2 separate regions of the Callithrix jacchus genome follow, and region 2 is linked to region 1. Evidence: chromatin contacts called from public Hi-C data. All regions are on one chromosome and are shown on one strand. Each heading gives the region's core, a stretch centred on a gene start, on an enhancer-like site or on the middle of the called end of the contact. The rest is flanking DNA. Distances are from core to core; before and after follow the strand shown.

What was found. Hi-C and Micro-C count contacts between places; a contact is called where the count stands out from the background.
Region 2: a Hi-C map of skeletal muscle shows a contact between it and region 1, with 5 times the contacts expected there. The contact joins two enhancer-like sites. A contact is called at or near these places in 2 of 3 Hi-C or Micro-C datasets (induced pluripotent stem cells and skeletal muscle).

Annotation. Positions count from the first base shown.
Region 1 is chr2:65,065,233-65,068,492 of calJac240_pri, reverse strand. No RefSeq gene overlaps it. Among named protein-coding and RNA genes, the nearest start is that of DUSP1, 55 kb to the left of the region's middle. Within about 2 kb of position 1,957, at least 10 of the 16 cell types and tissues checked have an H3K27ac peak or open chromatin away from gene starts, as enhancers often do. A contact at or near this core is called in skeletal muscle, where this site is marked.
Region 2 is chr2:65,254,028-65,257,285 of calJac240_pri, reverse strand. The region is part of intron 3 of ERGIC1 (endoplasmic reticulum-golgi intermediate compartment 1); the gene reads right to left. Among named protein-coding and RNA genes, the nearest start is that of RPL26L1, 55 kb to the left of the region's middle. Within about 2 kb of position 1,970, at least 10 of the 16 cell types and tissues checked have an H3K27ac peak or open chromatin away from gene starts, as enhancers often do. A contact at or near this core is called in skeletal muscle, where this site is marked.

The DNA of each region.
Region 1 (3,260 bases), core at 708-3,207:
TGCAGAATTGGGGAAACTGAGTCACCAGCCAGGAAGTGCCTGGGCTCAGGCTTCAGCCTGAGTCACAGCCCTAGTGCTGGGAAACCTGCTCACAGCCACCTCCAGACATGCGTTGTGCCTCTGTCTTCAGGTGTCCTCTCTCCCTGCCCCTCTCACTCCCTGCCCCACCAGCCAGGGGAGTGCTGGCCAGAGCACACCACAGCCAGGGCAGCTTCATCCTAGGGATGAAGCACACAGTAGGAGCTTACTACACATCTGATGAGCAGCTCATGCTCTGAGATACACAATTTTAATCCCGCTTTACAGGTAAGGGATTTTGAAGGGCGTGCTGATTTGCCCAAGGCCACACAGCTATGTTGGGGAAGGACCCTGAGCTCGCCCCAGTCGTGACCATCAGAGAAAGCTCTGGGTGTCTGAACTCCCTCTGGGCCGGCTATCCAGGGTCACTCTCCCAGCTCAGGCCTGGGATCAAAGGCGGCTCAGCAGGAAGCCCTTCCCATCCCACTTCCCCAGAACTAGGACACGCTTTGACGTCAACACGTCCACATTCCTGCCCTCCAGTCCCAGGGCGCGGGCACTGAATTTCCTCCCTCCAGTGTTGGCATCACAAACAGGAAGCTGGGTCATGTGTACAGGGCCAGGCCCAAGGCTTTGGAGGAGGAGGGGGCTGGTGTCCAATTCGGGCATCAGTTCCCTCCCTGGGACACCCAGGAGTGGAGGGAGTCCTGTTACACTGTGCCCCCGAGGCCATGCTGTTCCTAAAGCTGCCTACAAAGCGCCTTCACCGACTGCTCTTTTCAGCTTGCTCCACCAGTCGGGGCCAGTCTCGCTGATTGACGGTACCGGCTACGCCGGATGGGGCCCTTCAGGCATGGACTTTACATGAGTCCTCTCATCTGATGCTCCTGAAAAATCCCCTTATCTTCCTTTGACAGATGAGGCCACTGAGGCACTGGCAGGTTATGTCAGTCGTACAAAGTCCTGCAGTCATGGGGATGGGGAAGGGCGGGAATTTGGACCCAGGCAGTCTGGTCCAGAGCTGTTGCCAGGAGCCCAACAGGGATGGCCTCCTCATCAGCTCAGCCCCTCAGGTGCAATGTTGGAACTTCAAATCTGATGATCTTGCCAGCCTGGGGTAATGCTTTTGCCCCAGGGACAAAATCCGTGCTCTGAGGATGGCATTCATTGCTCATGATCTGCTGCTGGTCCCAGCCCCCAAACCCCATTTCCTGCTCTAAAAGTCCCAAGCCACCCCGATTCTCTAAACCACCTTCATTTTTTTCATAATGATCATCTTCTATTTGGGAGCAGTCCAAGGATCAAAGGGACAGGGTTTGTACCTGGTCGCAGATGTGTTGGAATCCACACCTGGGTCTGGCTGAACTTCCAGAGCCTGCAGTTCTCCAGTGTTAGTCTACAGGGGAATGGTTTGGATGGCAGCTGTGCAGGCCCACTTCCGGGGAGGCAGGGGAGGGTGCTGGGAACCCGCATGGCCAGTGCTCGCCAACCCTCTGCGGCCCTCGGGCTGTCTGTTGGGCTTTGAGTGGGCACAGAAGCTGCAAGATATCTCCTGGGGCTTTTCCACCTGGTGGACTTTGCCCACCCAGGGGGCTCTTGTCAGCCTGGGACACTGGCCTCACCTCCCATGGAGCAGCCCGACCTGTCACTCCCCTCCCTCAGGGTCCTCCAGGTGTGTCGCCCAGGCCTGAGAAAGGGCTGGTGTAGACCAGAGGCTCTCACACTTGACTGCATGCACATCAGAATGTTCTGGAGCACTTTCAGTCACAGGTTGCTGGGCTCAAAACCCAGAGGTCTGGGTGGACAGCTGCCGCTGCTGCTCAGGGACTGCACTGTGAGAACCACTGATGAGGAGGCAGCCAGATGCAGGGGCAGCTAGTAGGCAGGCAAGGGGTGGGAAGGCGTCACCAAGCTCCACTGGGTACAGCTGTGCCTTAGTTTCCCTGTCTGAAGATATGGAGAACAGCAATGCCTACCAGCCTGGAGTTGCCAGGATTGAAGGCATGTGAGAGTAAGGGGCCAGTATTTGTTTTTCTTTCCCACTTAGAAGTCCCCTTTCAGGCTGGCTCCATCCACGAATGTTTGCTGTACAAACACATATGTTCCTCCCCCAGGCTCTTGGGCTCAGTTCCTATGGGGGCAGCAAGGATTTCTGCCATTACCCTGAGGACAGAGTGTCTGCTGGTCACAACTGAGAAGCTGCCGGGGAAGGCGTCAAACCAGGCCTTAGTCTCTATTCACCCACAGTGCTTTACAGGGAGGCCACGGCGTCCACCCGATGGGCGCCCGGCCCCCTTCCCTCGGTGGGGGACCCCTCCCTGGAGTCCACGTGGCTGTCCCGAGCATCGGGCTGGCGATTTCCCGGGCTTTGGCGCCCTCTGGCGGTCATCAAATAAAGGAACAAAGGCTTGGAAGGCAGAGAGTCTGACCCCAGGACTTGGCAGCACCCCATCTGCGGGGATGCATTCATTTCTTTATTCATCCATCCAGTCCACAAACATTTTTTGAGTGCCCACGGAGTCCTTGCCACTGGAATAGGCATCGGGGGCACATTGGATGAAGCTAGACACGATGGGTGCTCTGCCCACATTCACAGTCCATCAGGGAACATATTCACGCGTCTGCACAGATGTATTAACACATTCTGTGTTAGAGCCGGGCGCGGTGGCTCAAGCCTGTAATCCCAGCACTTTGGGAGGCTGAGGCGGGTGGATCACGAGGTCAAGAGATTGAGACCATCCTGGTCAACATGATGAAACCCCGTCTCTACTAAAAATACAAAAAATTAGCTAGGCATGGTGGCGCATGCCTGTAATCCCAGCTACTCGGGAGGCTGAGGCAGGAGAACTGCCTGAACCCAGGAGGCGGAGGTTGTGGTGAGCCGAGATCGCGCCATTGCACTCCAGCCTGGGTAACAAGAGCGAAACTCCGTCTCAAAAAAAAAATCACATTCTGTGTTAGAAATGCGTGGAGGAGGAAAAATTCAGGGTGCACGAGAGCGTATGTCCGAGGGACTGCCCATGACCCAGGCAGCCAAGACCCCTGTGGGAGAGGCTTGATTGGAAGTTATGAGCAGGGAGTGGGGGTGAAGTCAGGGGGCAAGTTTTCCTAGAGCACGCAGCATGTGCAAAGGCGCTGGGCAGGGAGGAAGTCTGGTGAGTGTGGAAGCCAAAGTCAGATGGGAGGGGCAGCTGTGGGAGAAGGGCTGGGAGGCGGACTGGCCCGATTTCACAGGCCCTTCT
Region 2 (3,258 bases), core at 721-3,220, 190 kb before region 1:
GGAAAGGAAGGAGGGAGGGAGAAAGGAGAAAGAAAAAAGTAAGAATAAAGATTTCATCTACTTCACAGGGTGCTGGAAGACTGCTGGATCAAGCTGCTGGCTGCCCCAGGGCAGGAGAGTGAATGAGCGTGTGAGTGTGAGTCAGTGTATGAGTTTGAGTGTGTGTGTGTGACTCATCTTTCTCAAGGGCTGATTCCAGGCTCTTCTTGGTAAAGAAAATACAGCAGCACAGTGGAAGCCCAGGCTACCAGGGTTCAAATCCTGGCTCTCAATCACCTCTTGGCTGGTTGACTTGGGCAAGGGGCTTCCCCTCCGTCAGTTTCCCCAGACATAAAATGGGGACAATTGCAGCAACCCTATGCCATGGGGTTGCTGAAAAGATCAAATGAGAACAAGAACAATGCTAAGTGTGGTCTTAGTAAACAGTAAGTGCTCAATACATGTCCACTGTTTTTATCATTATTATTAATATCGATGCTCAATGGGCTGATCCAGTGTTTAACAAGGGTACTGTTCTCCTTTCACGTTGATGAAACTGGGCTCAGAGGAGTACAAATGGCTGGCTAAGATCAAAGGACCAGGAGGAAGCAGAGGCAGGATCTGAGCCCAGGGACAGGGGGCCCACAGCCCATGCTCTTTCCAAGGCATTGCACTGCCTGGATGGGATGGGAATCAGTGAAAAATTGAGGGGCCATCACCCTTGTAGACTGGTGATGCAGGTGTCCTAGTCCTTTTTCGTCATCTCCAGGTGTGCCCATTCCCACCATGGCCCGGGTGCCTACAGGGTACAAGGGTGGTTAGGGGTTCACTTGCGTCTGTCCCACAAGCCTCCCCCAGTCCTGTCACCATCCCCAGGATGAGGGCTCCCTGAGCCTCAGCACAGAGCGTGTTCTCACAAACTTCTGTGGAATGAGCCCAAGTGGAGGAGGGAGTCCTCAGCAGAACTCCCAGGATGCAGGGAAGGCGTGCACTGGTGGAACACAGCGGGGCACATTCCAGGTGGGGGACGCCAGATGGCGTCAGGGAGTCAGGCCCAGCGTGGCGACTGTGTGGGAGGGTGGGGGGTGTGGGTGGGCAGTGGCCTTGTAGGGAGAGATACATAAGGGCAGGGAGGCGGGGAGGCGTGGGTGGGGGGAGTGTGAATGGAATGTGGTGGAGGGCCTTGAAATTCTAGTCTGAGGCATTAAGTCCAATGACATCTATACAAAACAATTTTATTTGCTTTTAGAAGGGCCCTTAAATAGTTCAGATTCCTGCCTGAAGTCTCTGACCTCCATGCTTCAAAATTTGATCGAATGGAAACTTACGCAGCAGTGAGGCCAGCAGCAAGGGCTTGGGGTGGGGTGGAGGGAGGGAGGGCGATTCTGCCAGCACGCACTCCAGAACCCTGAGTTTCAGATCCTGACTCGTCCTGGTAAAAGTGTGTGTATCTGTTATCAACCAGGTGGATGTCTAAAATACATCCCTTGACAGCCAGCCGCCAGGTTCTGCCCACCCCTGCTCCAAAGCCAAAGTCCCAGCGCCCTCGGCCCCTCTGCCTTGGCTCATCACCCAGCTCCCACCAGGGTCCTGGTCTCTGGATGGCCCCACACCAAACCCGCCTTCACAAGAGGTGAGCTGTCTGAGGCATAAACCCATCACTCCATACTCAGACGCCCTCAGGCCTCCTATGGCTAACAGCAATGTCCTTCATGCTCCTTAATTCGACACCTGGGGCCTTCTACCCAGCCTGGCCCATAACCCAGGCTCAAGGCAGGCAACCTGGAGACTTCCAGCTCCCCCTCCTGGTTAAGCTACTGCTCCCCACTCCAGACTCCTACGAGGAGCCTCTGTGTGAACATGATTCCAGGTGACCTCCAAGCTCCCACCTTCTGGGCTTCCATCTGCCTGCTTGGCCACCTTACCCTGGAAGGGTGCATCCATGTCCTCCAGTCAGCTATTCTGACCAAAAAGCAGTGGCCTGCCATGAGCCTGGGGCCCCAAAATGCTTGGGGTACAACAGAGGAGAGGTGCTGAGTCTGGGCTTTAGCATCCCAGATCTGGGTTTGACTCCACTTCCACCACTTACTGCTTCATGTGGTTTTGGCCACCTGGTGCCTCAGTTTCCCCAGCTGTAACATGGGGAGCACAGTAGTAGTTACCTGAAGGGGTTCTGTGATGATCAATGAGATGACCATTATGAAGTGCTGACCTGCCGGGCGCAGTACATTTGCCTATAATCCCAGCCAAGGGATTTAGGAGGCCAAGGTGGGAGAATCACTTGAGTCCAGAAGTTAGAGACCAGCCTGGAAGACCCCTGTCTCTACAAAGAATTAAAAAATTAGCTGGGCATGGTGGCTCATGCCCATAGTCCCAGCTACTTGGGAGGCTGAGGCAGAAGGATAGCTTGGGAGGTGGAGGCTACAGTGAGCCATAATTCAGCCACTGCCCTCCAGCCTGGGCAACACAACGAGGCCCTGTTTCAAAACACAAATAAAAAAACAAAAAATAAAAATAAAGTGCCGAGCTAGGTGTTAGCATGCACATAATAAATCCATGAGTTATATTATGGAAGGTACCGTAAGTATATTATGTTATAAACTATCAATGGGAAGTTCCAGTTACTACATTTTATTAGTATAAATCTCATGAGGTTAATAATTATTGAGAGCAGTCAGAGACTGGGCAGTCAGAGGCTGGAACATTCTGTGGCCAGGTTGCCTGAGGAGGGGCCTGCTCCCTGAAAACACAGGGTTTCAGAACACTCTGTGGGGCCTCTTTCCCAAGGATAATTACCAGCCTGTCCAAAGCCAGGTTGGAGCCCAACCACCCAAACAAATGTGCCTCCCACCAGGCCCAGGCCAGAATAAGCATCTTATGTCACTGATAACACAGGCTGGGGCTGGAGCCATGTTGATCTAGCCAACGGTGACCTCATTTCCTTAACTTACAATCTCATGGTGGCGGGAGGGGGCACTGACCCGCTGTAGCCACAAACTGTCACAGAGGGCCAGCCACCCAGAAAAAGAGAACTGTGACCTTCAGTTCTTCCTAAACCGGCAGGGCCTTCTAGGGGTCACAAGCTTCTGACAACTGCCCCCACCCCCCCTAGGCTTTGTACCTCTCCCCAAAGAGGCGATGCTTTTTCCTCCCGATTGCTCAGGAGATCCTAGGGCTCATCCTGCAGATTCCCTTTGGGCAACTCCTGCACCTTGGTGAGGAGGCAGCAGAGGGGGAAGAGGGCATCAGGGTCACTGCATCTTGATCTCTGGAGCCTCT